Linked DNA regions of Mus musculus: all the other regions are linked to region 4. Evidence: chromatin contacts called from public promoter capture Hi-C data. All regions are on one chromosome and are shown on one strand. Each heading gives the region's core, a stretch centred on a gene start, on an enhancer-like site or on the middle of the called end of the contact. The rest is flanking DNA. Distances are from core to core; before and after follow the strand shown.

Region 1 (3,371 bases), core at 217-2,716, 1.8 Mb after region 4:
CTCTGTAGACCAGGCTGCCCGGAACTCAGGTTCCCCAGCCTCTGCCTCCTGAATGCTGGAGTTAAAGGCCTGCACCACCACGGATCTGCCATGTTTTGTTCTCAAAATGGGGTTTAAACTTAGAGCTTTTCACATGCTGAGAAAGTGCCCTACCATTGAGCTACATGCTTCTTCAGCTAGCCCTGTAGACTATTTCCTGAGCAGACTCAGCCACCCGGCAGCTTCTGTGTACCAAAGCTGTGTGTTGAGGATCTCAGACCCCAGATTACCACAGATAAAGGGCAGGCTGACTCCCCCACCCCCACTCTGCTTGTCCTCTGTACACATGTACATCCAGGACTGAAGACTGAAGAAAGGGCCCGTCATCCTCCCCACCCTCGGTGCCATTTAGGCAGGACAGAAGGTCACCTCCCTACTACACCCGGGGGAGGGGAGAATGGAATCCTGAGGGTTGGACTAGCCACTGACAGCATTCATCTAGGACAGTCAGAAGAACCCAGAATGCAGCGGGAGCGGGGCTGGGAGGGGGAGGGTCGAGCTTCCACGAAGGCTTCCAGGAGGAGGAGGCAGTCCTTGCTGAGCCATCCTAGACGTTGTTGGGATTCCCTCAGGTGAGCAGAGTGAGGGTGAAACGTTCCAGGCGGTGCAGTCAGAACGGGAGAGAAAAGCGCTCTAGGTACTGGGTCGAACTGGCCCTGCCGTGGGCTGACGAGGACTCGGGTGGGCTCCTGAGAGAGAAGTTGACTGCTAGAACACACTTTCTTCTGCCTAGTAGTACAGGGAGTTGGCTGCGAGCCTAAGGAAGGTCTTGGCGGGAGCAGAGGAGGCAGCAATCCGCTGTAAGTAGCCAGGGTCCGGCCTAGGAGAAACCAGATTCTTTTTTTTTTTTTTTTTAAGGAGGGATGGGGGTGGGGAAGCTGGTTCCAGCAATCTCTACTTTAGGTATTGTTCGGAGTAAGGGCTCTGGCCCGAGGGCAGAGGTGAAGGCCAGGCCCTAGGATGACCTTTTCTTCTCTCCTCATCCCTGGCTGGTCTCCAGTCTGAGCTAACTTTCTGCGGGATCTGGGAAAAAGAGGTGGGGTGAGGGCCGGGGAAGGGTCCTCAGATTGAATTGATAATAATCTGCCCTGGGCGGGTGGAGGCAGGGGAGGAGCTTCCATCGCTCGCAGCCTCAGTCTACCCAGTCTGCAGCTCGGGACTGCTCGGCGTGGAGAAGCGGGCATCTCTAGGACCCGGCTCTGCACGAAGCTCGGCTCCGCGATCTTAGGAGCCGAGCGCGGAGCAGCGGCGTCGCGGCCCGGTCACAGTCCGCGGGGAGGCTCGAGGCGGGGGAGGGGGCGGTGCCTCCGGGGCGGGGCCGAAGGCTGCGGGCTGCGGGGCGGCCTGGCGGGAGGCCCGGCGTGCGTCAGCGCCGTGAGCCCCGGAGTTTTCCACTGACGAGGAGGGCGGAGCCGCGGGCGGGGCCGGGGCTGAGCCAGTCTCTCCCGCCGCCGCCGGACGCGCAGACCTGGGCCGGCTGCACCGACGGCCGCCCGGCCGAGCGCACTGCGGGTCGCTGTGTGCGCTGCGACCCTGGGGCCGGCACACGAGTGGCTTCGGTGAACTGGGCGAGCCCTGCTAGCTTAGGTGAGTGCCACGGTTCCTGAACGCGGCGGGATGGGAAATGGGGCAGGGGGCGTCTCGGGTGAGTGGCGCTGTCACTCCAGCTCCCCGCTGATCTCCCTTGGGTCCTCCGGAGGGGACGCCGGGATCCGGCCTCCGAGCCCGACTGGAGATCTGGCGCCTGGAGTGAGAGCCCACGGCTGCGAGGTGGCGGGGGGGGGGCAGGCTTCCCCTCCCCCGCCTCGTTGTGGTTACCCCAGATGTCCAGGCGCCCCAAAGCCGGGCGCAGGTGGCAGTGGGACGGGGCGCGCGTGCCCGCGGGTGAGTTTCCTTTTGACCTAGTTGCCTGAGAACTTTTCAGAAGTTACTCGCGTGGCCGGGGCAGGTGACATTGGTCGTCTTCCTCCTCGGGCTCCCTAGGGGGAGGGTGCCCGAGCTGCGGCGTGTGCCGGGCGCCCTCGGCAGGCGGGGGTCAGGGAGGGTTTGGAGGGATGAGTGAGGAATGAGCGAGGCTTGGTGAGTCACGGACCCCGGGAGGGAGGCGGGGGGGAGAAGGATTGTGTCGTATGTTCACCTGTCACCGTCACACTCAGAGGCCACTGCCGTGAGTCACCGGGGCGCAGCTACACCGACCACCCGCGGGCACACGTAGGCTCTCTCCCACGCACCTCTACTCCCTCTTCTGCATGCATTTCCTCTCCTTCCTCAGTTTCCCCTTCCCGGAGGTCCTTTCGCCTTCATGTACTGTAGAAAAGCCTACACCACAGCAACGGCCACACACTTAGTCACTCGGGTTGCCGATACAGTCACTCCCAGATGTAGCCCACCTTCCTGACAACAGAGAATTCCTCCCTCCTCTCTAGCTACCCACCCAACATCTCTGGACCGAAGTCTCAGCCTTCTGCAGAGAGTAAGTCAATACTCTCTGCCCCCAAATCTTTGACAGCCCCGCCCACATCTCCCGAGCTGTCACCAAATCCACCCCCTTTTCTCCTTTGCGCTTGTCCTGTCAGTTCACCTGGCCCTACCCTGTGTCCTACGGGTCACACCCTCTCTGGCTCAGGCGCTGAGCCATCTTTCAACCATGCAAATCTAGAATTGTCAGTCCTTACTTACGCACTTGGGTGGCTTCCTGTGCCCTCGGGCTAACACAGGCCCTCTTAGTTGCATCGCCACCAGAAGGCGCACTGGCTGTCCTTGCTCCAGTCCCTGTACCATGCAGTGTGACCCCCCCCCCCCAATCTGGAACTCTGCCAACATCCCTCCTTCAGAGGAGCCTGCCTCGTCCCCAGTTCTACCCTTCTTGCCTATCCTGTATAACTCCTACTTGAGAGGTGTTAGTTGTAGGTGCTTTACCTGTGTGCCCAATGCCTGTCATAGTGTTTGGCCTTTAGGAAGCTTAGCCAGGATTAGATTGATGAATGAATGAATGAATGTGAAAAACTGGCTTAAGGTGGAGGAAGGGGTGACTGTCAAGTGCAGTTTTCCCTGGGTAGAACTGAGTATTTTATACAGCCAGCAAACATTTGGCATTTACCCAGGGCAGGGCCCTGGAGTCTGAATCGAAGGAACTGTCCCCTCCCCCCATCACTTTCTGAGGCATGGGTGGGGGAGGGGTACGTCAGTGCTTCCTGTCTGCTGTGTCTTGAGCTGCCCAGCACTTTGTCTCCGTGAACTGCTTGTAGGTGATTTTCCGCATCCCAGGAAGCCCTTCAGGAGGGTCTGGGGTCCTGTGACCCTAGGTGTTGGAGGTGGGGGCATGACTGATC
Region 2 (3,560 bases), core at 269-2,768, 1.8 Mb after region 4:
GACCCATTCCTTCTCACGTCTACAAACAGGAAGGGAGAGGCAGCATTCAGGCCTGGCCTTCTCCTTCTGCAGCCCTGGGAAGGAAGGCGCTCCAGGGAGTTTGGCTACGGCAGAGGTTTTAGGTGACTGGGGGATGGTCAATACACCATGTAAGCTTCAAGTCAGGCTCATCCTAGGCTGGGAAGGAAGGGGACTGAGGAGTGGTCATTTTCAGGGTCTCCATGTCCTCCGCTATACACATCTTGGTATCTTTCACAGCTAAAGAAGCTGAAGCCCAGGGAGACACAGCCCATGGAGATCACACAGTAATTGGGGCTGAGATTTCAAAGCAAAAGCTCACTTCCTCTAAGGTTTGTGGGTGTTGAGTTGGGGATAGATGTGGTTAGGTCGTAAAAGCCTCATGGGCCATTTGAAAGAGCCTAGACGTCAGACAGGGTCATCAACAGGAACCAGCTCGAATGGCTTTAAGTAGGGGAGTGAAGTTTTCAGATTTTTAAAACTTTTGGCAGAGCCTGGTGTTCATGTATCCCAGACTGGCCTCAAACTCAACTATGGTGAGTTTCTGACCCTCCCTCCCCACCTCTCCGGTGCTAGGATTAAAGGCACCTACCACCACACCTGTTTTATGGCTATCAGGGCTTGGTGCATATTCTAGGAACTGAGCCAGATCCCCAGTTACCTCAAATGATATTCTAAAGAAATGACTCTGGCTGTTGCGTGCAGTGATGTGTGGGTGGCTGCAGGTGGCACATGGGTAATGCCAGGCAGTAGTGCTGGTGCAAAGAGCCCAAGTAGAGAAACCAGGCCAGAGGTGTCTAAGGGAGAGATACATGGTGGCTCTGGAGACTTTGGAAGCTGACACTTCTCGTTAGATTAGGAACAGGGTTGGAGGTGGGCATAGACCTCATAGCAGTGGAACACAGATGGCTTAGGTGGGAGGCAGATGCGATAATGGACAGGCACGGATTGGTTTGGGGGATAGGATCAGGTCTGGGTGCTAATTTGAGGCTAGGGGTGCAGAGGACACTGAGGGGAAATGCTTTGGTTAGGGAGCTGAGGAAGATGGAAGGACTTCTAGAAGCTGCCAGAGTAGTGAACAGAGGGGTAGAGGTGGTTGGGGGGTGGAAGTAGCCTAAGAGTAGAGATGGCCAGAGGGCAGGCAGCAGGGTGGATGGTGTGGCAGAGGGTGGCCCAAGGGCAGATGGCCAGAGAAAGCAGAAAGGTAACCCCAGAGCAGAAATGGTCAGAGAGCAGAGAGCTAGCCCAGGGCAGCAGTCCTGACTGCAGAAGTAGTCCCGAGCGCAGGCGGCCCAGAGTTCACGCACCATGAGAGAGGAGTCATCGCTGCTCATGGCTGCAGCCCGGCTCAGGTGATGACCGGCTGAGCGGGATTCCCAGCTCTGGCCGCCCAATTCGCAGCCCAGCTCACGGCCGGAAGTCTAAGGCGCGCGCGTCCTTGGCAACCTGGCTGCTGGCCTGTTGCTAAGAACTGTGACATCCGGGAGGGCGTGGCCTGGCCCCACGTGACTAGGCCACGCAGCAGCGGGAGAGGGCGGCCATGGGGCTAGGGGCAAGCAGCGAGCAGCCGGCGGGCGGCGAGGGCTTCCATCTGCACGGGGTGAGCCGGGGTGGTGGAAGATCACCAGGGAGGGTTGCACAGCCCCGAGGCCTGCAGTGACCTCCCTGCATGCCTTGCGAGGCCCAGCGCGTCCAAGATCCGAGGCCCCTTCTCTAAGGAGCATTGCAAGGGGCTGGGAGAGCTCGTGGGCTTTGGGAAAGCTGCTGAAGAGGGGGTGAAGTGGCCAGAATGACTGGAGCCAGGGTGGGCATTGGGACCCCAGAGTGAAACATCCCGAGACCTAGATGGGGCCCTACGTGTCACTTGCAGGGAGGTACGAGCGAACAGGCTGCTGGGAAGTATAGTCTGGTTGATAAAGAACGCCGTATGGAGTTGGGGATAGAAAGATCTTTGAACTCAGCTCCCCTGTTTTGCCCCTTTGAAAAGCAGGTAGATGCAGAGCTGTGTGGAGGCGGGCAGGTTTGTCAGGTTGTCTGGCTGTTGGGTCAGCCTGCCTGCCTTCATTCCTTCAGACAGGATCTTGGTACTTAGTTCAAGCTGTTGTTAAACTCTCAGCTGCTCTTTCTCGGTTCCTCTTAAATCTTATCTATCTATCTATCTATCTATCTATCTATCTATCTATCTATCTATCTATTTATTTTGTGGGTGTCTCATTATGTATCCCCGACTGGCCTGGAACTTGCTATGTAGGCTAGACTGGGCTGGAACCTACAGAAATCCATCTGCGTGCGCCTGCCTCCTGAGCCATTATGCCTCTCTGGTCTATGTCAAAGGAAGTCTGGAGTCAGGGCTAGGGAAGCGGTTTCTAGCTGGAGAGCCACATTGGCTTTACAGATCAAAGTGACAAGATTTGTGCTTGGGGGTTGGCAGACATTGGGATGCATCCAACCGGGGGTGTTTTAAAACAGGTTCACGGGAAGTCAGGAGTTTGGGATCTTTGCACAAGGGCTGAGGGAAGTGAGGTGGTGGGGGTGGTGGACGGAGTGAAGGCAAGGGGGGCTGGTTAAAGGGGGACAGGTTGATCAGGTCAGAGGATGAGGACCCGTTACAGAGATGTGTTTTTGGTGTGTGTGTTGTTTTTGTTTGTGCACACGAGTGTGCAAACCAGAGGTTTTAGATCCCTTTAAGTTGGAGTTATAGGCATTTGGGAGCTGTCACACTTGCATGCTGGGGACTCAACCCAGGTCGTCTGATAGAATAATAGGCTCTTTTAACTGCTGACCTATTTCTCCAGTCCCTTTGTTTGTTTGCTTGTTTTTTCTTTGAGACAGGGTTTCTCTATGTAGCCCTGGCTGTCCTGGAACTCACTCTGTAGATCAGACTGGCCTTGAACTCAGAAATCTGCCTGCCTCTGCCTCCCAAGTGCTGGGATTAAAGGTGTGTGCCACCACTGCCCGGCTGTTTTTGATGTAGGATGGCCTTGAGCTCTTGATACTTCCCGAATCCCAGGATTACAATGTGCACGAGTATACCTAGCTATAGACATGTTTTTGAATATATATTCTATGCCAGGCAGAGCTTCAGGCACTAGAGATAACATGGTAGACAAAGTACTCATATTTGGAAATCAAACAGGGGAGAAGGAAGGCCATAAAGAGCTATGTGGAATAGGATGTGGTGGCTCATCCCTGGAATACCAGCATTAGACGCAAAGGCAGGAGGACTCCCAAGTTTGAGGCCAGTTTAAGTTATACATCAAGGCTCTTATCTCAAAAACATACACAGTGAGCTGAAGAGATGGCTCAGCAGTCACGGACACTTGACTTCTAGGAAGCCCAGGGTGACTTGGTATTATGTGCGTGTGCGTGCATGCATGCACAAACTGAAGGTCATGACATTGGGTTGTCCACATCTGCCCGTAAGTCCAGCTCCAGGGGACCCAGGGTCCTCTTCTGACTTCCATAGGCACCTCCCCACCCCATACACACAGGGCATCTGTATACCCTGGCACACATGAACACAAAATTTTCTTTTGTTTTTT
Region 3 (3,683 bases), core at 851-3,350, 1.3 Mb before region 4:
CGGACCACCTGAGGCATGACACATCAAGTTGTTTTTTTTTTGTTGTTTGTTTGTTTGTTTTTTCAGAAAGCCAACTGCCAGTGCTGGGGTACATGAAGGGCAGGATTCTAATCACATGTTTTTTGTTTTTTTCAGGTACCTGCCATGTTGCTGTGTAACCCATGATCACAGAGTCTTCCAATATTCCCTGGTGCACAAGAATCAAGGCACTATACCAACACTGAAGGACTTGGGCCTCATACTGTGGTGGTTAGCTTCCCCTTACAGGAGCTAATGCTTTAACTTTCCAGGCTGTGAGGAGGTCAGAGGCCAGTGGCTGGTCCACCATCTCCATGTGGCTGACACTTAAGGGCTGCACTCCCAGGCCGCCCTGGAAGCAGCCCAACTTGTCAACCCTTGGCTGGGTATCATGGTTCTCTTTACAGTGGGTCTGGTCTATCCACCGACTGGCCTCACTGCTCCTTGCTCTCCTTCCAGGTGGGTGGAAACTTCCTGTGGATCAGGGTGAGCCCACAGAGGATGAGGAACACCCCTCCCCACCATAAGATCTCCTGGCACTCTCCATACAGCAGGTAGCCTAAGATGGCCTGTGGAAGAGACAGCTGTAAGGGACCTGGCCTACCCTGGTAGGCTCCACCATTCCTTGGCTGATTTCTTCCTGAGGGGCTAGAGGCCAAAGTCTGGTGCTTTGCATCCAGCAACCACCTTCATGATCAATCCACGTATTTCTGTCTCCTCTGTGGACGTAAGAGGTTACCACCCCAGCTGAGCACTGAGGCTCAGCAGGCTAGCAGGTAGGGCCAGTACGGACATAGCTAGTACCCAGTAATCATAAACCCAAGTTAAGCTGTCTTCCAATTCAAGACTGGGTTCCCTTGACCAGACCCCCTAGACCCCATAGCTAATGTTAGAGTTCTTGATTGAGATAGCTGGTGTTATCCCAGAGTGACATAGGTTTCACTCCTAAGTTTTCCATGTTTAACTGTTCCTTGCCTGGAGACAGCCCAACTTTTGTTTTACTCCCTGTCCTTTCTAGAGCCTGGAAAATCAGGGGTTTCCCAAGGACAACTAACTCACCAAGAACCCTAAGAACAAGGTCACCAGGCTACTCACCGAGCAAAGTATGTTCGAGAAAGTCACTGTGACAGATGCAATGGCTGAAGACATAGAGAAACTGAGGCCCCGGCTAAAGAAGGTCCACATCAGAGAATTGGCGCTTGCCATGGCAACGATGCCTAAGACACATAAGCCAATATTGACCTGCAGGAGAAAGTGTCACTGAGCTACAACCACCATGGGCATAACCTTGAAAGACTGGGAGATGTTTACACGTCTCATACAAAGCATATGCGGACCCTGACTGATAGGCAGAGGAATTTGCCTGCAGACAGGGGGCAGGGTTATCTTCCACGAAGACCTCAAATTTCTTGTAGCTGAGTAGCCTTCTGGAAAGATATGACTTTACAAAAGGACTGTAAGTCGCCAGAAATCTATATCAAGCAGTCCCCTGTTCAGGTCAGGATCGAATTCTCTGATGCAGAAGCTCCGCAGGCGCTCAGTCCGAACTCTTGCCAAGGACAGGAAGAGATGGGCAACCGGTTATCTCACCTTAGGTGTCACGTGCTAAAAAAGCTATGGCAAGGGGACTTAAACTGAGAGGTGGGCTTCGAGGTCCTCCCCCAGGAGGCAGTGCCTAAAACCAGGTGGTCCAACATGGGCGCAGGCGGGAACCCAGGTTAAGCCGCCCTCCTCCCCGCCCCGCCCCGCCCTCCCCCGCCCCGCCCTCCCCCCGCCCCGCCCTCCCCCCGCCCCGCCCTCCCCCCGCCCCGCCCCCGCGTGGCGCCCCGGGCTGCACCTGGCTCCCGAAGGCCAGCTTGGCGGCGGCGGCGGCCAGAGCCCCGAACGCCCCGGCGCACAGACAGTTGAACACGCCCCAGAAGCGGCGCCGCATCGCGCCTTTCTGTAGGCGAGCGGGTAACTCCACGGGTGAGTCAGGGTAAGCGGCCGCAGACACGGCGGCACCCGAGGACTGCGGACCGGCCGCCATGAGGCCCGCTGCGCCCGCCACGGCCGACTGCCACGCACGCCGCCACCCGCCGTGAGCCCGGCTAGGGCGGAGCCAGGCGAGTGAGGCGAATCTGCTGCAGTGGAGTCCGGAGCCGAGCCGAGCCGAGCCTACAAATGAAAGGAATCTGGAGCCCATACCCTGCAGCGTGTGCAAACCCGCGACTAAGGAGAGCCTGCGGCTCCGGCGAACCTGGGGGATGGGAATCCGGTAGCGAGGACCGTGCGCCACTGAAGGAAGCGTGCTACCGAGAGGTACCTACTGTGAGAGAGGAATCTGCTGACGTGAACTTGGGGAGGAGGGGAGTTTATCTCCGAGGAGAACCTGCGGCGGAAGTAACCTTGTTTCTGAAAGAGCCCTGCAGTCAAGGGGAACCTGCTTCTGAGAAGACGGGGAGGTCTGCCACTTTACATGGATGCGCACCTAACATGCTAATCCTGAAGCCAAGCTGCACCTTCAAAGCACCTCTGCTCCCTCGTGGACGCAGGAGATGATGGATCTGGAGACCGGCCGCTTGAGACAGAACGTTGTTTGGGAAAACGTTTGTTCTGCCTGGACCATCAGAAGCACAGTCACTTCTAAGTTCGTGTAAAGTAATTGAGAACGACAAAAAAATTGAAAAAACAACCAAAAAAAAAAAAAACCCAAACAAACCGTAAAATGTCATCTACTGTCGGTAATTCCAGATGCTTAGGATGCTGAGGCAGTTAATGGTCATCCTGAGCAACTTAGGGAGACATTGTCTCACTTGAGAGGGCTGGCAGCCAGGCATGGTGGCACACACCCGTAATCCTAGCACTTCTGAAGCTGAGGTAGAATTACTGAGTTTGAGGCCAGCCTGACCAACAGAGAGGTACTAAGCAAGCCAAGGACTTTTTGAGACTCTCAAAAAGTTTTTGTTTTTGTAATAAAGGAGAGTTGGGGTTATAGCTCAGTGCTTCCATAATACATGAAAAATCCTGAATTCAGTCAATGGCAGTGTGTATGGATATATGTTAGGGATACATTTCCTTAAAGGAGAGCTGTAGAAGTGTATAACGTGAGCTAAGTGTGGTGGTTGGTACACATGAGGAAGCAGAGGCAAGTGGATCTCTGTGAGTCCGAGAACAGCCTGCTCTAAATAGCTCTACATAGCCAGGGCTACACAGCAAAACTTGTTTTGTTGATATATAAAATACAAATAATATTTAATGTATGGGGCTTGGAAGAAACACTTTATTCCCTGTTAAAGAGCTTTTTCATGGACATTCTTACATGCTACCTTGCTTCTCATGCGGGTGGTTTTGTGGATGAAATAAAAGGATGGATTACTGGGGTTTGGAGAGATTGCTTAGCAGTTAGGCAGCTTGCAACCTTCCCACAAGTGCCTCCCAACCTCATACCTCCAGGGGTTCCACTATTTTCTGGCCTCCAAAGGCACCTATCCTCATGTACATATATATACACCTGAACACAGATACACATTAATACATAAAATTAAATTTTAAATAAAAAGAATAGATTATCCCAATTAGTCCTATGTGGTATAAACCACTCCAATTTGCAGATAAGGAAGTTGAGACTCAAGGGTACTCACTGTACTATTCCACTTAATAATGGAGATAGTGTGTGGCAACAA
Region 4 (3,276 bases), core at 543-3,042:
CTTCCTTAGGGGTCCCAGGATGAAGCTGTCCCCTCTAAGTCCTCTCTCCTGTCAGCAGTGGGTGGGCCAGACAGAGAGCATGGACTCTGAGCTCCCTTGTCATTCTGCTAAAGGAGAAGCTGCGGGTGAGCCCCAAGGAGCTTCGAACCTGTGCCCTCGGCCAGCAGCCCAAGACATGCCCACTCTTTGCCCTCCGCTCCACCAACAGACGTTGCCTTCCTGAAGCTCCCTCCACCCCTCACACCCCCACCAGCCACCCATTCTTGAATCTATCCCAGAACTGCTGGGCCGTCCAGCAGGGACGTGGCACGGGGCCCCGCCCATCCCTCTCTGACTCACTCTGATTCATTTTCTGGGACCAATTCCTCTTTCTTAGAGAAACTGAGGCCCAGAGAGGCTTTACTCATGGAGCTGTGGCCATCCTGCCACTCCAGCACCCTTCCCTTCTGCCTGGTACACTTCAGACAGGCAGTTGGAGAGTCCTGGAAGTGAGGTGGGTGGAAGCATGAGGTGTGAGAACCACCTAAGCATCCAGACACAGTCACCACACCCTCTGGTCCTGCCTCCTTCCCAGTCATTGCACCTGCAGGTCCTGGTGTCTGTACTACTGGGGGGTGGACGGTGGCAGGGAAAGGCCCCCCCATGGCACCACTTATTCCAGGCTTGGGGTCCCCGTTTTTCCCTTTACAAAGCTTCCCCAGGGACCTCCTGCTTGGGCAGGGCCACTTGAGCCTGGCAGAAACCCAGGCATCCCTAAAGTCACATTGCAGCCTCCCCAGCCATGGACCAGAGATGCTGCCAGCCAGTGGCAGGGCCCCTTCCGGATCAGTGCCCACCAGCTGTGTAGCCTCTGGCCAGATGCTTCCGGCTCCTTGAAGCTGAGGAGGCTTCTCAACACCTGGGTACACCAGCTGCATCGCAGCCCTCCCCCAGAGGGACACCTGCAGAGGCCACCAAGCTTTTGCCTCCCAAAGGCCATCTGGTGAAACCCCGGCGGCAGGGGTACAGGCTCATGACTTCTGGATGCTTTCTTTGGAGAGGCCTGGGAAACAGGCTCAGAGACGGCAGGGGACCGGCCCAAGGTCACACAGGAGTTTCCACTCCAGCTGTGGGCGCCCCCCGCCTATGGAGCGATCCATCCTAGTCTCCGGCAGAGCGGCTGCAGCGCCCACGTGGCCCAAGGCCCGGGCGGGAATCCGACTCCCCCTTTTCCCCCCATTACCAGCCCCGGGGCGGCGCCGTCCGGACGCAGAGAAGCTCCCCCCTCCGCCCGTGCGCAGCAAGACCTCGGCCTTTCGCGTTTGCACCCCCCACCCCAGGAATTTCACCCCTGAGCCGCGCCGCCGCGCCGCACTCTGGGCCCTGCACACCGGACAGATAGGGTCGAGGACCCCGGGGGAGGGGCCAGGTCTTCCAGACCCTGCACCGGGTCCCAAGGGGCCGTGCGCTCTGAAAGGAGGCGCTCGCAGGTGGGCGGATAAGCGGGGGGACAGGCAGGGCCCTGCGTACCATGGTGCCGCGGCGCTGGGAGCTCACAGGGCCCCGCAGGATCGCGCTGCCCCCGAGGGCCGGGCCCGGGCCGCTCCATGAAGCGCCGCGCTGGGGGCCGCCCCTGCGCAGGGCCCCGCGACCATGGCCCCGGGGGCGCGGCCGGCCGGGCGGGCGGAGGCGCAGGGCCGCGGCAAGTCCCGGCCGAGCAGCTGCGGCCCGGGAGCCTCGGGCGCGGCGGGCGGGGGGCGCGGGGCGCCGATTGGAGCCCGCGCGTCAGCTGGGGCCGCCGTCTGGACGCTTAAAGGGCCAGGCCGCCCTGCGTGCTGGCTGGGGGCGCGGACGCGCGCCGTCTCGATGCAGCTGCCCTCGGGAGAGCCTCGGGGTCCCCGGACCGACCCGGCTGGTGACGTGGGAGCGTTTGGACCGCTCGATCCCACCCTCCCGCGCGAAGTCCCTCTCTGCCCTTCTTTGCTGGGAAGTTCGTCCGGGAGTCTAACCCGGGTGTCCTCCCGCTGCTCTGCATGGGCGGGGCCAGGGTAGGCGTGAGGTCGCTGAGCAGAGCGCGCCGCCCCCCGACCCACCTGCTCCCCTGAGCCAGGCGACTCTGATGGACCCGTACCCCAGCCGCGCTCATCTCCCGCCCCCTGTGACTCCGGCTGCTCCGACTTGGGGGTGAGTCTGGGGTCTGTAGCTGCTCCGGCCTCCCACGCGTTTTGCTCTGAGTCTCCCGAACCTACCTGGGGGCCTCTGGCTGCAGAACCTCCGAGCAACCGCCGCAACGACGGAAGCCTTTCAGATGACCTACCTGGAACAGCCGGGTGGGGGCCAGAGGCCCAGGCCCGGCCGAGGGGCCCTCCGCGCAGCCTCGGCGCTGGGAAGATGCAGCTCGGCTTGCGGAACGCTGCTCTGGCACCGGCTCCGTGGGGGCAGGGGGCTGGCTGTGCTGGCAGGAGGCTGCGAAGGAACGCTGCCAGGCCGAGCGACAGCAGGGCGGGACTACGGACTACCACCGTGGTCTCTCCTTCGGACGCCCCGCACCCCTACCCACTGTTCAGCCTAGTCACTCTCCCAACACTGCTCCAGCCGGGCCATTCCACTCCAGCCATAGCAGTCTCCTTGGGTGTGCGCCTTCCTCATGGTGTGCTGTAGCTCTTTCTCTGGAGCCAAGCAGGTGTCATCAAATAGTCGAAGGTCTGTCCCCTCAGAATGCAAGGATCTCTCACTGGACATGGGCTGACTACCCCTGAGCAAGGAAGCTGAGTAGGTGAAGAAAGGTAGGGACAGTGAGGAGAGCCCCTTCCTTCACATGCGCAGGGCATGCCCCTACCTGGGTTCCCGAATCTGAGGCTCTAGGCTGAAGCTGTGAACCTGTCAATTACCGATGATGTCTCCTACACTTCCCAAAACCCAAGTTTCTCGTCTGACCCAGTTGATTGCTGCACTGACCTGGGAGGTGGGAAGGGCAGGGCTGTCTACCTACTGGGTGGACAAGGAGAGTCCCGCAGAGAGAGAAAACATGTAGACGCTGTGCTGGGAGGTTGGAAGAAGCTGGTACTGGCCTTGGCTAAGGTAAAGGAGTGACACCCCTACCCCACCCCCTGCTGTCTCATTTGGGTTCTCTGAACTCCGACTGAGGGCAAGAGGGCACACTGGGCTTGTCACTGGCAACAGCTGCAAAAGCCAGAAGCCCCGTTGTGTTCATGGCTGCAGAACTGAGTGGTCTGGACATGGGGTACAGCCAACTGGAGGGACAAGATGGGAGCAGAGGAAGGATTCTAGGCCACA

What was found. Promoter capture Hi-C pulls out the DNA fragments that hold promoters and counts their contacts.
Region 1: a contact with region 4 is called in a promoter capture Hi-C map of second pharyngeal arch cranial neural crest. The contact joins the promoter of Csrnp1 here to the promoter of E530011L22Rik in region 4. A contact is called at or near these places in 2 of 39 promoter capture datasets (pre-B cells and second pharyngeal arch cranial neural crest), 1 of 484 Hi-C or Micro-C datasets (B cells) and 1 of 9 other capture datasets (adipose tissue).
Region 2: a contact with region 4 is called in a promoter capture Hi-C map of cranial neural crest. The contact joins the promoter of Gorasp1 here to the promoter of E530011L22Rik in region 4. A contact is called at or near these places in 2 of 39 promoter capture datasets (cranial neural crest and pre-B cells).
Region 3: a contact with region 4 is called in a promoter capture Hi-C map of embryonic stem cells, with 5 times the contacts expected there. The contact joins the promoter of Tmem42 here to the promoter of E530011L22Rik in region 4. A contact is called at or near these places in 3 of 39 promoter capture datasets (cranial neural crest, embryonic stem cells and liver), 3 of 484 Hi-C or Micro-C datasets (all in embryonic stem cells) and 1 of 115 datasets of contacts at active chromatin or transcription factors (embryonic stem cells).

The regions. Positions count from the first base shown.
Region 1 is chr9:119,981,874-119,985,244 of GRCm38.p6, reverse strand. It overlaps Csrnp1 (cysteine-serine-rich nuclear protein 1), which reads left to right and starts at 1,466. Exons shown (of 5, transcript NM_001357562.1): 1 at 1,466-1,626. It overlaps Gm33800 (a long non-coding RNA gene), which reads right to left and starts at 1,400. Exons shown (of 4, transcript XR_871355.3): 1 at 1-1,400.
Region 2 is chr9:119,935,516-119,939,075 of GRCm38.p6, reverse strand. Gorasp1 (golgi reassembly stacking protein 1) reads left to right here and starts at 1,518. Exons shown (of 9, transcript NM_028976.2): 1 at 1,518-1,618. The coding sequence starts at 1,559. It overlaps Ttc21a (tetratricopeptide repeat domain 21A), which reads right to left and starts at 1,470. Exons shown (of 29, transcript NM_028735.3): 1 at 1,326-1,470. The coding sequence starts at 1,352.
Region 3 is chr9:123,019,743-123,023,425 of GRCm38.p6, reverse strand. It overlaps Tmem42 (transmembrane protein 42), which reads right to left and starts at 2,100. Exons shown (of 3, transcript NM_025339.4): 1 at 1,856-2,100; 2 at 1,114-1,260; 3 at 1-587. The coding sequence starts at 2,047. The coding sequence ends at 453.
Region 4 is chr9:121,758,459-121,761,734 of GRCm38.p6, reverse strand. It overlaps E530011L22Rik (RIKEN cDNA E530011L22 gene), which reads left to right and starts at 1,792. Exons shown (of 1, transcript NR_033503.1): 1 at 1,792-3,276. Zfp651 (zinc finger protein 651) reads right to left here and starts at 1,702. Exons shown (of 6, transcript NM_001166644.1): 1 at 1,510-1,702. The coding sequence starts at 1,512.